2 separate regions of the Oryctolagus cuniculus genome follow, and region 2 is linked to region 1. Evidence: chromatin contacts called from public Micro-C data. All regions are on one chromosome and are shown on one strand. Each heading gives the region's core, a stretch centred on a gene start, on an enhancer-like site or on the middle of the called end of the contact. The rest is flanking DNA. Distances are from core to core; before and after follow the strand shown. Region 1 has its middle 110 kb from the start of ATP1A1. Region 2 holds the start of ATP1A1 (ATPase Na+/K+ transporting subunit alpha 1).

Region 1 (7,209 bases), core at 2,383-4,882:
GTATCACTTCAGGGCCCCTGGCACCACTTCCATGGCCACACCCATTCTCTGCACCCAGTCCCTAACTCCTTGCAGCCAGGGATCTGTTCTTTATCTCTAGAGTTGTTTCCTTTCAAGGGTGTTACAGAATGAAGTCACACAGGGTGTCACCTGCTGAGCTCTGCTTTTGTCACTCTGCACAATTGCCTGCAGATCCGGCCTAGACACTGCGTTTCTCCAGTCTGTTCCTTCTACTGCTAGACAGTATTCCATGTTATGGATGGACATTTTTCATTATATTTTTACACCTAAAATTAACCAATTTCCGGTCTACAATCATGCCATTGATTCCATTGTGGCCACTACAGAAGCAGCTGTCACAGGGGCTGATTGGCACATCCCAGCCTCTCTCCTCCACCCAGGAGCCCTTGCCTGAGCCCGTGTCCCCAAAGAAAGAAGCCCTACAGAGCAGGCTGCCTGGTTGCTTCACCTGTGGGGACCCCAGTGGACAGACAGCATGACGCGATGAGAACCCCTTGCAGTCAGCAGAGGCGGTGGTCACCCAGACCCCCTTGTACCACCCTCCACCCCATGGGCTTAGACTGTCTGGAGCTCCTTTAAAAGGCAGGTAAACTCCAAGAATGATTTTGTTTAAAAATCTGATGCTGATTCCAGTTCTCAGAAGGGAGCCTTTGCGTTTCCACCACCCACTGTAGCCCCGGCTTCCTTGCGCTAGGATTTAGCTGTTTCCTTGATGGTGGATCCCAAAGGAGTACAAACTCCCAGCACGGTGCCTGGCAGCGGCACACGGGAATGGTGGCTGCAGCTGGTGATGGCAAATCTGTCAGGAAAGAGTTCATTTCCTTTAAAAAACTTTCCATCTCAGCTCTGACAGCAGGTGGGAGCCAGAGTGGAGAGAGCAATAAGGCAATGCTGTCTAGTCCTCCTCCTCCTCTTCCTTCTCCTCCTCCTCCTCCTCACTTCCTGTTCTGACTTCCTTCCCCTCCTCCCCTCACACCCCAACCCCTCCTTCCCAGACTCTGGAAGAGAACGCTTTGTTCTGGGTAGGGTGTGGCATCGTAACTGAGACGCAGGTGCAGCAGAGGTGAAGAGGGCACGCTGGGAGGAGGAGGGGATGGAGCTGGGGGCCACGTGATTCCGGGGGACTCCTCAGTCTCCCAGAAATGAAGGAGCAGTCATCACCTCACGCCTCCCCACCCCAAAACTGAACAGAAGTTCTTGGCGCCTTCTCCAGCGTCCCATATCCACATCTTAGCTTTGCAGCCTTTGACTCTTGGCCATGAGCAACCTGACAAGTTCGCATTTCTAGACAAATAGGTAGAGGCAAAGAGTAGTCACGGCCCAACACCCCTTGAGGCCCCAAACTCTGGGGCTTCTCTCAGCAGCCTGGTGCTCCCTCTTCTGAGAAGCATAAGGAGGAAGGTGGCTGGAGCTAAATTGGAAAGCAATCAGCCACAGGCTTGTACACAGAATTTATGAAAAGAACCCGTGCTGTTCCGATCTGAGGATTGGGTCCCTCCTGTTCCCCCCCCCCCAGCCAAGGACCCTGACGCTTGAGGTGCACCACTGCCCTGCGCTGTGGAAGGCAGGTGAGGAGCGGGTACCAGCATCTCCCCACAGAAGTGCGTACGCCCAGGGTCCTCCGCGCAGCTCCCGTGGTGCAGCACACGTGATGGCCTCTTTGAAAGGCCACAGAGGTCCTGGTTGGGCCCAGCAAAGCCCTCGCTGCCTCTTCAAAGCTTCAGTGATTTCATCCTTGTCTTGGTCACCAGAGTTGCTGTGTATCCTATCAGGGATTTTGTTTCCTTGGCCAACTCCACGTATTTCTTCAAGAAACTCAATATTCATTTACCAACACCTAGTGGCCAAAAGTAGCCCGAAGTGCAGACCTTTGTTCTTTAAGGTCAAAAAGATTGTGCCTCTTGGTAAAAAAAATCCCTAAGTCCTAAGTGCCTCTGCAGAGACCCTGGGGTTAATGCAGGCGCCAGCAAATCCAATGTCAGCAGGATTCCACCTGGATGGTCAATTTTTATCCAGAATGGGGCTGTGCCTGCACTAATTTGTCACTAACGGAATGAAAATATGAACTCAATGCCTGTGATAGAGTTTGACATGAAGCGCGACTGGTTACACAGAAGACGTGGAACAAAAAGCCCGTGAGAAGTCTGTATTTCTAAATACCTCTTAACTGCTTCCCACGGGTGCCAGCCAAGCTGGTGTGTGCCACACGGGAACACGTTCCTACGTCTATGCCTGCTCCCCAGCTGGGTGGCATGACCCCTTCTCGTCCTTCAAGCCAAAGCGCCCCTCTCCCCCTCTCCCGCTGGCTTCTCGGACCTCCCTCCCTACACCAGATCGCGCCTGGTATTCTTAACCAGACAGAGGGGCTGGCCTGGGCAAAGGCTCCAGGGCAGGAAACTGCTGGCACTGCTTGGGACTGGCCAAAGGCCAGGATGATGACCACAATGAGTGCTGGGAAAAGCAGCACAAGACAAGCTGGAAAGTCCACCAGCCGGTCTGAGCAGCCCCCAGGGGCTGTAGCAGGGAGTCTCCCCCTTCTCCTGACTGTAGACCAGGGGGAGAGGAATTTACCACGTTCTCACCTGTGCCTTGGTTTATTTAGGCAAAGCTTTCTGTCCTCATCCAAGCCAGGGTGCAGGGTACTGTTTGTCACTCCTGACTCCCTGAGTGAGGCCCCAGGAGGGGGAGGTAGACGGAGCCATCTGGAGGAGTGAGCACACGCAAACAGATAAGCCACGTCACGACAGGCCTGGGCCCCTGGCGGAGAGCGGAATGGCCCCTCCCTGCTCAGAAGCCGGGGGCCCCGGGGAGCCTTGGGCCACCTTTGGGCAGCCTCAGTCCTCCTGTTCCATAGCCTCCTGGCAGCCTCGCCCCCTGCTGCGGCATGCCCTCCCCACAGCCTCTGGGAGAGGCCTCACCCTCCCCGGGAACATGGCGTTCTCTGCCTCCAGACCCTGGGAGGGCCCCGGGCCGCCTGGGGACATGAGGACACCGTGTGCCGAGGCAGGTGGGGCATGGGGGAGCAGGCAGGGATGGGCGGGCAGGAGGGAGGGCCGAGACAAAAGGTGAGGGAGGAGAGGAAAGAGGCTGTGGCAGGCTCCTCCTCTGGCCTCCGATGGAGCAATTGAAAGATGGGGTGAAATCAAACCCTGTCTGTGGGTTTGGGCAGCCCCCTTAATCCCATCCAGGTCCAAAAATTGCCTACTGTGTGCCCGGCAGGCTCTGGTCAAGGACTGGTCACGTGGCCAACCTGTTGGCTGGGGACAGGGGATTTTCACACAACAGCCAGGACTGTCCTGGGCAAATTGGGCCAAGTGGTCACCCGGAGCAGCTGGCCGTCCCGGGGAAGCAGCGGACAAGGGGGCTGTGGGCAGTGTAGGTGGGAACAAGGGTCCCTCCCTGGTGTCCGTGTTCCACATGAAGCCCCCAGGATGGGCGCCCGGGGTACCGAGGCCGTGCCATCCCTGCCGCTGGCTGAGCTGGTTCTCATTGTCCTGCCGCCACGGCCGCCGCAGCCCGTCCACTCGGCTCCCGTAGCCGTGGACGAAGGTCAGCTAAGGACAGGCTGATTAGCTTGTCCCTCAGGGCCTTTCTCTTCGTGACACAGCCTCTGGCTCCAAACAAAGGCCCCTCTTCTTTTTTTTTTTTTTTTTTCCTGCAGAGGCCTCTGAGTGTGGACCGTGAGAGTGCTGCCCCCTGCTGCCCACAGGGTTGTTTCCAGGATGCCAGCTGGAGCCTCAGGCCAGAGTTTGGGGTTCAAGGGATGTCCTGGGCCAGGCCTCAGGGAAAGTGGGGGGCGGGGGGAAGGGCACCAGAAGCTCACCAGTGCCAGAACCCTCAGGCCCCAAATCCTGGAACGCCCAGGACCCTTTCTGCTACAACAGAATCCACAGTGCTCCAGTTGGCTATACAGGAATCGATGAATAGGTATTCAGGCATTTTACAAACCGCACTGGCAGCCTGAAAGCAGTCAGGGTGGGAGTATTTACACCATGGAAACTGGCAAATGCCACAAACCAGAGCTGTCGCTACCCCGTGACTCCCCCCAACAGATCCATCAGCTCAACACTACAAAGCCCCATAGCCCCTGGGATGTGGGACTCTATAGTGAGACAGCATCCGGAACGTAAAGGCATCACAGAGCTACACAGAGGAGAACAGAAGCAACGCGGAAGTGAGCGGCCACTGGCCACCAGCCCAGAAGTCCTGGTCGTGAGTTCAGAAAAGGCAGGGCGGAATGCAACTGATTCTAACTCCAAGATCTGCAGCATCTTCAGTTTTACGAATGATGATGCTAACAAGAGACAGACGGCACAGCGGGCAGTGTTCTTCCAGGGGAGCTGGCTCCTGGGCTCCGAGGGCGTGCCCTCGCCCGCCGTGGCAGAGGAGGGCGTGACTGTGCAGCACACAGACCTCGCAGCGCTTCTGCAGAACCCAGCGCGGTAATGCCAAGACCGCTCCCAGCAAGGTCTCGACGAACGTGGCCTTTTGGGTGCTGAAATGCAGAGCAAATCAAGTATTTCTATTCTTAAAACCGTGGAGAGGAGCTGGCATTTCATGCTTTTGAGTTCTGTCATAGACTAAGATTAGATGATTAGGTCAGATTTAGTGATGGACGAGAACATGGAATGGTAGCATAAACAAAATACATATTTCTCTCCTGTGTCGATGAAATCCAGTCTGGACAGACCTGGCAACTCCACAGTCATCACAGATCACTATCTTACGGCGTCATCATTCTCAACATGTAGTTTTTGTCTCGTGGTTCAAGATGACTGCTCAAGCTCCAGTCATTGAGTCTGCCTTCTAACCAACAAGAAAACTGTGTTTTCCTAAAGGCTGACACTTCTGATTGCAAGTCGCTTGCCAGACATGGTCATGTGGCCACATCTAGATGTAAGAATGGTGGAAAAGTCTTTAGGCTAAGAGTTTGGGGTTCTATTTTTGATAAAAAAGAAAAAAGAAAGCAGATACTGGGAACAACCCACCATTTCGACCACAGTGGGGCCATTTGCCTAAGTCTGCTCCCTTCCTGACATTCCTACTCGGTCATTTTCACTGGTAAAACCCCCAGGACAGGCCAGCCTGAGCCCTGGCAGGGCGGGTGCCGGGTTCTCCCTGCAACGCCCCCTCCTGATGCTGTGACTTCAGGAGTGGCCTTTGCAGCACCTTTCCAAAGCTGCCTTCCTTTCCAGCCCTGGTCTCACCCCACCCCCACCCCCACCCCCACCCCCGACCTCCAGGGGGCAGAGGTGCGGCCGGCTGCGTCCTCACACCCTGGCTCCTCCTACCTGTGCTCCTGCTCTCCTTCAGGCATTTCTGCTGAGGGTGACTCTTCAAGTCCAAGTCCCACGGTGCTCTAGCCCTGTGCAAGAATGTCTGATTTCCCAGTTCCTGCCCCAATGTCTAATTTCTCCAGGATTCGGAAGACACTCAGGGACGAGCCCTTTGCCTGAATGCCTAGGTTCTGCTCCCTTAGATGCTTGGAGCTCCAGCACCAAAGGGCCACTGGCTACTCCTCACCTGTGCCTCAGCGCCTCTGCGCAAGCTCTGGTCCTGTCCTGCCTCTGCTAGGTACCCTCCGCCTTCGTCTCAGCCCAGCTGAGTCCCACCTGTCTTAGAAGGCTCCCACAACTGCCTCCTCCTCCATGTGCGGAATCACCCACCCCCCTAAGTGTTGTTACAGGACTTCCTGTTTCTGTCGGGCTGCAACTCCGAGGCTTTGTGCGTTCCCTACTAGAGCACGAGTTTCAGAAGGGCCGCCGAGGTGAGCAGAGGTGGAACCGCATTGTGGAATAGCGCTAGGGCTCCATGGGTGAAGCCTGGGTGGGACATGGATCTGACCAGTACGTGGAGTAACCCACTGAGAGGTTGAGTTGGGGGAGACCATTCCCAGCACTCTGGGAGCAGGCATTAGGACTCCATTTGAATACCCACGTGCAGGGGCTAGGACTCACCCAGAAAGCAGAGCCACTCTGGGCTTGTGTTGGGGGGTAGATTGTGCACGGTGATGAGGGGTGCTGGTGAAGACTGCCTCATCTCCCTTAGTTTCTTTTTTTTCTTTTTTAAAGATTTATTTATTTATTTGAAAGTCAGAATTACACAGAGAGAGAAGAGGCAGAGAGAGAGAGGTCTTCCGTCTGATGGTTCACTCCCCAAATGGCTGCAATGGCCAGAGCTGCGCCGATCGGAAGCCAGGAACCAGGAGCTTCTTCCAGAACTCCCACATGGGTGCAGGGGCCCGAGGACTTGGGCCATCTTCTACTACTTTCCCAGGCCATAGCAGAGAGCTGGACAGGAAGTGGAGCAGCCGGGTCTCGAACCGGCGTCCATACAAGATGCCGGTGCTTCAGGCCAGAGCATTAACCCACTGCGCCACAGCACCGGCCCTCCTTAGTTTCTTAAAGCTCAAAGTCTGAAGAGCCAGAGGATGCAGGCATTTGAAAGGAAGCCTTAAATGATCTGGACAAATTATTCATTTCTCAATCCCAGGGAAGCAAAATGGCTTTGCCCACGGCCGCACAGCCGCCCCCGCTGTTGCAACTCCCGCTCGGCTGTTTCTCTGCTCCAGCGATACACGACTGCCCAGGGTGAAGACACCATCAGTTCCCAAGGTCACCAGGTCACATCTAGATTTGGGGAACAAAAGGTTGCAAAGGCTACACATGGATTCATGTGGCGTGGGTCTCCCTGCAGGTGGAGGAAGACATGCGATCATTCTCAAAGTCTCCATTCCAGGTCTTTCCAATGCTTGTTCGGATTCTCCCATCTCCATTCTTTAGCGCTTTCCTTGAGGAGGTCACAAAGCGTCTGGATTTTACATCCAGACAAGAAGTCTCGCTAGTATCCCTACCCTCCCTCCAGGTGGCGACTTGTGGGATTTGATTGGTGGCTGAAAGCTCCTTTGCGGATGGCAGGCAGTTCATTCAGTTTATCTCATTCATTATGTGACTCTACTTTTTGAGTTGCAAGGTTAAGGCCTGGGGCAGAAAATGCTGATGGAAGGGAACACTGAGCACCAAGCTGTACTGTGTTTGTGTTCACTCCAGTCCACTTTCACCTCCCTGGGCTGGTGAAGGTTATAACTACAGGCCGATTCTCCAGTGACTCACTCCAGGAAAAGGACATGTGACAAGAACCTGGCTCGCATGGGGCCGCTTGCCATGGGTGCCGGGACAGAGATGGCAT
Region 2 (7,209 bases), core at 2,401-4,900, 110 kb before region 1:
GAGCAGAAAAGGAGTTTGGAAGGGAGGGTTTTGGGTATCAGAATTATCAGGGTGACAGATTTTTATGGTCTGTGGTGTGCCTTAAAATGTGCTTTTATTTTATTTACTTGAGAAACTAGCAGCCTGAAAAAGAAAGTTAGATGGGGCCAGGGAGAACTCCTATCTGCTGATTCACTCCACAGTAGTGGCGGTGGTGGTGGTGGAGTGGGCCATGCAAATGCTGGAAGCCAGGAACTTAATCCAGGTGCCAGGTACCCACTCACTGCAGCCATTGCTGCCTCCCCTCAGGGTGGGCAGTAGCCAGAGGCCAGCTTCAGCAGCTGCAGCTGGGTATCAAACTCAGGCACTCTGCTGTGGGACCTGGTATCTGAACTGCTGGGCCAAACAGCTGGCCCAGATCTTTAAAAGCAGGAGGAAAACAGTTCTTAGAAAATGGAATTCCAAGTTAAGTTTTGTGTTTTCTTTTTGGTGAAAAATTTTTTGAAATCCGTGAATTTGAGGGATTCCTAAAAAAGTGTACAGAAAGTGCCTATTATGAAAAAACTATGCATGGATTTCCAAATTTTGCACTGAAAGAAATTCCATCTTCTCAGAACTCACTGAAGTGCCCTGGCACGCTTCTTGACAGGAATGAAGGGATGGATTTGCAATGGAGGGCTGGACGGAGGCTTAGGATGAGGCGAGTTGGCTTTCAGGGGAACTGGGAATTAGGGAAAGCGTATGCCTGCTTATGGTTATTTCCATGCTAACCCCAGGCAAGTTAGAGCAAAGAAAATCCTGTGCATTCAAATCCCTTGTTCATTGATCTCCCCAATTTTTGCTTGCTATGGAAAAATGCTATCTTGGTGTGGGCTCCAACTCATATTCTAAAATCCTTAATTGCAGTGGTGTGTTTATTCAGTTCAGCCAGTACTCACCCAAAGTGCCAGCGCTCTTGGCACAAACACCTGACTTGCATCATGTTTTTCATACATCTGCTGAGTCTACTCACACGGAGCGGGTCAACCCTCCCCAGTTGTCATCAAACCCTCCTCAGAGCCCCCGTCTGCACTTGGCAGCCGCAAGGTGTATAAACACCGAGATTCTGGGCCAGTCGCTTTAGTTGTGCCCCAAGCTGGGAGCTGATGGGATAGGAAGTAGACTAGAGGGGCCTTACTCCCTCCCAGCCCGCCCCTCTGTGGAAGCTACATTTGTTCCCTGCAGTGGTCTGAGAATGAGAAAGGCACCCCAAAGTCCTCCCACTATCCTTGGTCGATCACACAGGGACAGGGCTAGGGAAGTGGTTGGTCTATGATACCTCAGACTCTCACGACAGGAAGAAAGAAGCCTCTTCCACGAAGATGACCTTGCCACCTTTGGTTGCCAGTGTTCCAAGGTGTCTCCTTCACAGCTGGACTTGCACAGTTCAGTCCTGGCCCACCCTCAGCTGTTCCTTGTTTGCATACGCAGGCCCAGGGCGCCACACGACAAGGCCAGGATTCTTTCCATCACTCTCTTCCCGTAGAAACGCCATTCTGTATTCTGAGACTAAACTGTACGTGGAAGATGGGTACTGTTTTGCAATTACGAGACCAGACGCCCCCACTCGCTAGCTGAGAACCCTTACGAGAGAGTCCCCGGGCTCCAGTTTCCCACTGTCTGCTGCGCAAACTGCAGAGAATTCAGAGCTACTGTATATGGGGTCCTCCCAAAAGGATCTTTGGCAACGTATGGCTGCCAGTGTAGCAGCTCTAGGGACAAAGAGAGAAGCCTTGGCCTACCAGGGCTATGTTGTTAAAGGAATGGATGATAACTTACCAGCGCGCACGCAGTCTCCCCATTCAGACCAGGGCCCAAATGGGGTATTCATCTTAAACAAGGAGAAGGGTCCTGGGCAAGCAAAAGCTTCCCACAGGGCAGGAGTCATGGGGGCAGTTAGGCATGAACGTGAAGCACTTTCTGGAACCTTGAAAACAACTTTCCAACCTTCTGTTGAATTCACAGTGTCGGGAATCCTGGGCTGGACGGAGGGACTTTCCCCTTAGGGGTCACGATTTTGAGTTCTGTTTACAATTCCTCTCTCCCGGTGGCCTGGACTGGTTGAACCAAGCCTGCAGATGGCTGGAGGAGACCCCACCCCTTAACAATGCCATTCTTGGGCAAGAGAGACTCCTGCAATAAAGTTCTTCTTTTTTTTTCCCCCTTTTTCTCAAGGGGGATGAAAATTAGCGCAATGATGTAACTGATAACAGAACGGCTAGTATCTCCTCCCATCTTTTCCAAGCTTCCTATCTTCATCTGTTCACGTGAAATTTAATACCTGAAGAGGACAGTGTTGGCTGCGGCTTGCTTAGGAAGTTAGGTTTTCCCCGAGTTTCTCCTAGGAATTCCCAGAGACGTGGAGTGCCTTTCTCCTGCCAATCCAGCGCTTTTCCAGAGGGCACTTGACTTTCCAGAAAAGCACCGTTAATAATAATAATAATGATAATGATAATAATAATATACTTTGTGTTTTAAGTGTTGAGGGGCTCCAGTCTCTACAGCCTTTGCTGGGGCAGAAATCAAAATCGAGAGAGAAGCCCCAAAGAGGGGCCCGGCTCCCAGAGGCGGGAGGGAGGATCCCTGGTCGCCAGGAATACCCCGGACTGCGCTGGAGGAGGGGCGGCTATGCCGGTGTGGGGCCTGCAGCAGCACCGACAGGCCCGCAGACGCATTCCTTCGGGGTTCAGGTTTTTCTCCCCTAAAAGGAGAGTCCTCACACTGGGGAGGCAGGCTCCCTTCACGTGGTGTGGATCCGAGTCCTTCGTCACCACTTCGGGGTCTTGTAGGGAGGGAGATGCGGAGGGCGCCTAGGGCTTCTGGCGAGGCCAGTTCAGACCCATTCCACCTTGAGGCCCAGCAGGGAGTGGTCACCACGACCTTCGGGGTCACCACGACCCTGGGAGGCCAGCCGCAGGTGGGCGAGCAGCCTGCCTCCTACCGAAAGGCGGAGCCCCTCCGGCGGGCGCGCCTCAGTCCCGCAGGAGGTCCCGGACGCGCTGGGAAAGCTTCTGTTCCTAGTGGGCGGCGACTGCAGGAGTCCAGGGGAACCCGCACCGCACCCACCGTGGACCGTAAGCGCCCTGCACCGCCGCCGGGTCACGCAGGCGCCATGGCCGCCGGGTCCTCGGCTGCCCGGCCTGCAGGCGCGCCCCACAGCCCTCCCAGGACGTGGCCACGCGCGTCCCGCGCCGGGCGCCCTCCTGCCGGGAGCTCGGGACTGGCCGCCACCGGCGCGGCCCCGGCCGGGGGCGGGGCTCGGGCCGGGGGCGGAGCCGAGCCGGCAGCCGGTGTCAGGTTGCTCCGGTAACGGTGACGTGCCGCGGCGTGGGCGGGGCCGGCACGCAGGTTGCATATTTTAGGAAGTGAGGAGGCGGCGCGGGCTTGAGCTGCGGCGGGGTCTGGGGCGCGGAGCAGCGGCGGGAGGAGGCGGACACGTGGCAGCAGCAGCGGTAGCAGCCCCAGCAGCGGCGGCGGCGGCGGCGGCGTCGGCCCGAGCCGCCTGCCGCCCTCCCTCCCTCCCGCCCGGCGCAGCCCTAGCTCCCCGCGCTCGGCTCCCCCGGCCCCGCTCGCTCGCTCTTGGCCGGGAGCTGCTCTTTTCCTCTCCTCTCCGCTCCACCGCCACAGGACCCGGCGCCGGGCTCCGAGTACCGCCACCATGGGGAAGGGGGTGAGTGTCTGGCGAGCCCTGGCGGGAAGAGGAGGAAGTCGAGCGGGCGGGCGCGGGGCGGGTTGGCGGCGCGCTCGGCTTCAGAGACGACGCAGCCTGGAAATGGAGGGAGCGCGGGGACGCGGGGGGGACCGCAGCGCCGCGGGGCGGTGGGCTGCGGGCCGCGCGCCCAGGGCCCTCGGGGCGGCATCCCCGCGCCTGGCTGCCCTCGCTCCGCCCGCCCTCGCCGCCGTCTCGCCTTCCTTCTTCCCTCCGCCCTCCGTGCCCAAAGGAAAGGCGCGCTCCTCCCCTTCCCCTGGGGCGTTCCGCGGGCCCCCTCCCGGGCCGCTGCGGCCCGGCGCCGGCGGGGCAGCCTCGGGGTCGAGTCTCCTCCCGCCGGAGGCGCCGGGGCTTAGCCAGCTCCGCGCCGAGGCGGCCGCCCTCCCCCAAGGGGAAAAACTGGCTTCCCCTTACCGCGGAGCCGGTCGGGCGGGCTGGTGCCAGAACGGGTGTGTCCGCACCGCCCCAAGATGGCCTTTAAGGTATACTTTTGAGAGCGTTGGTGGCCGCTTTCCTCGGCAGGAGGCGCCGCCGGCCACTTGCGGTGGTCATCTCGCCGGCCTAAAGCCATTGGAAGGCCGAGAGGCTGCGCTGGCGAAGGGCTGGCCCGGCGGGCCGCGGGCGGCTGGGGGCACGCCTGGCCTGTTGCCAGTACCGCAGGCTCGGCTCGCCTGGGAGCCTCCCCGGAGGTGGCGAGGGGTCTGGGGGGCACAGGCGATGGAGGGCCCAGGGGCGTGCGCTCCTGCGTTTTTGCCGCGCCAAGCCCTCGTTACCTTGGTCCCTGCAGAGGACCCCAAAGGGAGTCAAGGGTCGCTTGAGAAAAATGTCCCCCAAAGCAGCTCCGAAAGGGCTCATCAGTTCGTGGAATAAAAATCAACAGGGCAGGAGATACAGGTGGGAGAGAACCCTGCATTGTCTCCAGGGCTTAGCGCGGTGCGGACACTCACTGGGGCTTTGCAGGTCCTTAGGCGCCTGGGTGGGGACATTGTGGAGGGGGTTAGGGGGAGGGCGCATTCTTGGGGGACTCTAAATGGATTTTGAAGGAGGGAACTGAAAGGCCTTGGGCTGGTGGGGAAAACAGCCGAGTGGGAATGCACAGTGTGTAGGCTTTAAAGCCCTAACGGCTGGCTCAGGTACAGCAGCATCCTACCCTGGAGCAGAGTACGGCCCCTCTGCTCCCCACCGGGAAGCTGGTGGATGGTGGCCTGGGCTTCAGCCACGCCTTGGAACTCCAGGGCACTCCCGCACTCCTTCTGATTCCTAAGCCGGGTCGGACTGATGTTCATGGGAGGTGAAGGCCGTTGATTTGTACCCAAGGCCTTAGGAAGGTGAGGTGACTCGCTCAAGGTCAAAAGCTTGGTCAGACTAGATGTGGCCGATTGCTGGAACAGCTTGTGGTCTCCAGAGCTGGAACATGCACTTGATTCCTTCAGGTTGCCTTAGATGCGGAAGTCTGCAGTTAATCCTCAGGTGGAATGGGAGTGTTTGTGATACTAAATTCAGAGGCTAGGCAGATGTTTGGGTAACTTAAGTCGTGCCCCTGTATCTAGATGTCTCTGAAAACTACCCAGGCACAGTAGTGGTGCCGTGATATTGCGGCTGAGTGGGCAGTGCAGGCTCGACCCCCCGCGCCCTAGGAATCCCAGCAGAAGGCCTAGTGGCTGCTGCACAGGAGATGGAGGCTGCTTGTCTGGTGGGTTGTTCTGTGTTGAGGGTACTCTGACACATCCCACAGTAGAAGTGTGTGTGTGTGTGTGTGTGTGTGTGTGTGTGTTGTCCCCAGTGACTTACTGTGACAGTCCAAGTGTTCAGAAATGCTGGGATTTTTCCACACGGGGATTAAAATGTGGGTGGGGTGGTGACTAAAGCCCTCCTGATAATTGGTTAACCAGGAAGCCTGTGCCGGCAGCTGATTTTTAAGGTCACTGTTAGTTTCTTCACCTCTTCTCAGTACTGTTTGGGGCCTAGTTTTTGATGACATTTCAGGTATATGACTTTAAAAGATCTAGTTCCCAAGCATTTGCTACAAAAATGAAAGAACTGCTGCTGCTGCATCATTCCTGGATGAAATAGGATTTGCCCCCCCCCCCCCTTTCTTACTGGGTTTTCTGCCAGAGATTTGGCTTAAATCCTCAGCTAGGTCTACCACCCACAACTGTTTAGCTCACCACGGTGCACACCAGAACTGTTTAGAAATGCTAGAAACTTTCTGTTTTGTCTAGTTTATAAAAGATGGAGGGAGAGGGGTCCCAGCAGGTCTTCATTGTAGTTCTGGATTTGGTTTGATTATTAACTTAGTTACCTAGAAAAGAAAGCAGAGCTTCTGGGTAGTGACTGTTCAAGGGGCCGGGAAGAAAAGCTCCAGATGAAGGTTGCCCCAGGGCCCCACGTGTCAGCAGAAATGCTGGTTGTAGGGTAACGTTATCAAGTGCCCTTTTGGAGCTCAGCTTGGAAGGGTGACTAAATACCCTCTGGCCGCTGTAAAGCTAGTACTTTAGACTCAGCCCATTGTAAGGCAGAGTGGAAGGTTGCCCAGGCCTGGCCGTGGTGGGCAGGAGTTCCAGAGTTCCCTGCCTCTTGGGTTCTTTCCGTACTCTCTCAGGAGGGTGTATCTCCTTTTGGTAACTTAGTGTTTGCTAACTTGTAGTGTTCTCTGCCGGTAAGTTTGTGACAGTGCAGTGACTCACCTGGGGGGTGGCAGAGTAGGAGGGGGGAGGCCACATCATAAACCCAAGAAGGAGAAGGGAGCCTGCCCCCCATGCCTCCCCACAGTCCCGGAAGGTGTTCATCCAGGTCACAAACTCCTGGGACTGTTATTCCTAAACCACATTTAAAAATACAAAGCGAATGCAGCCTATGAAACACAATAGACTTGGCACTCATCCATGCGCCATCCCAGTAACCTTCTAGATCCATTGTGTTCTGGATATTTTAGCAACAAATGAACAGATCCAGTGACTTTCTCTTCAAAGAAGGCTATGGTCTTTTAAATATATCTACATTGAAGAATGAAAGAGTGGAAAGCCATAAGTAACGCAGCTCTGAGAGATTTTGCCTGGGAAAGTAAGCAAAGCAGTCTCTTCACTTAGAAGCAGGTTTTTTTTTTTTTTTTAAAGGCCCTGAAGCTGTCTCACGTGGCCTGGGGGCAGGACATTCACCCTGAGGATCAAGTGCAGTAATCTATGTTCTGTTTATAGAGGGAGTGCAGTGGCAGCCTGAGTTGCAGCTTTTGTTAGTGCTTACCAAGTAATGGGAGCAGAGAAAAGATCAGATCTCTATAAACTAGATTTGCTGTTTTCCTTCCCCGCTGTGAACATGTTAAGGATTGGAAATAAAGGGAGATACTATGACTTGCTCTTCAAAGGAAGGTCAGTTGGAAGCGTCTATTGACATTCATGAGCTTTTAACTTTGCTCTGGGAGCAGGGCTCCAACTTAATAGCATCTATAGAGTCTTCTTGGACTTTTCAGTAAGGGGTTTTCT

The links. A called contact is a pair of places that touch in the nucleus more often than the background predicts.
Region 2: a contact with region 1 is called in a Micro-C map of ear pinna, with 9 times the contacts expected there. The contact joins the promoter of ATP1A1 here to the enhancer-like site in region 1. A contact is called at or near these places in 5 of 6 Hi-C or Micro-C datasets (ear pinna, embryonic fibroblasts, liver and 2 more).

The regions. Positions count from the first base shown.
Region 1 is chr7:53,962,179-53,969,387 of mOryCun1.1, reverse strand. No RefSeq gene overlaps it. Among named protein-coding and RNA genes, the nearest start is that of ATP1A1, 110 kb to the left of the region's middle. Within about 2 kb of position 3,632, at least 3 of the 8 cell types and tissues checked have an H3K27ac peak or open chromatin away from gene starts, as enhancers often do. A contact at or near this core is called in ear pinna, where this site is marked.
Region 2 is chr7:54,069,505-54,076,713 of mOryCun1.1, reverse strand. It overlaps ATP1A1 (ATPase Na+/K+ transporting subunit alpha 1), which reads left to right and starts at 3,650. Exons shown (of 23, transcript NM_001163074.1): 1 at 3,650-3,688. The coding sequence starts at 3,677.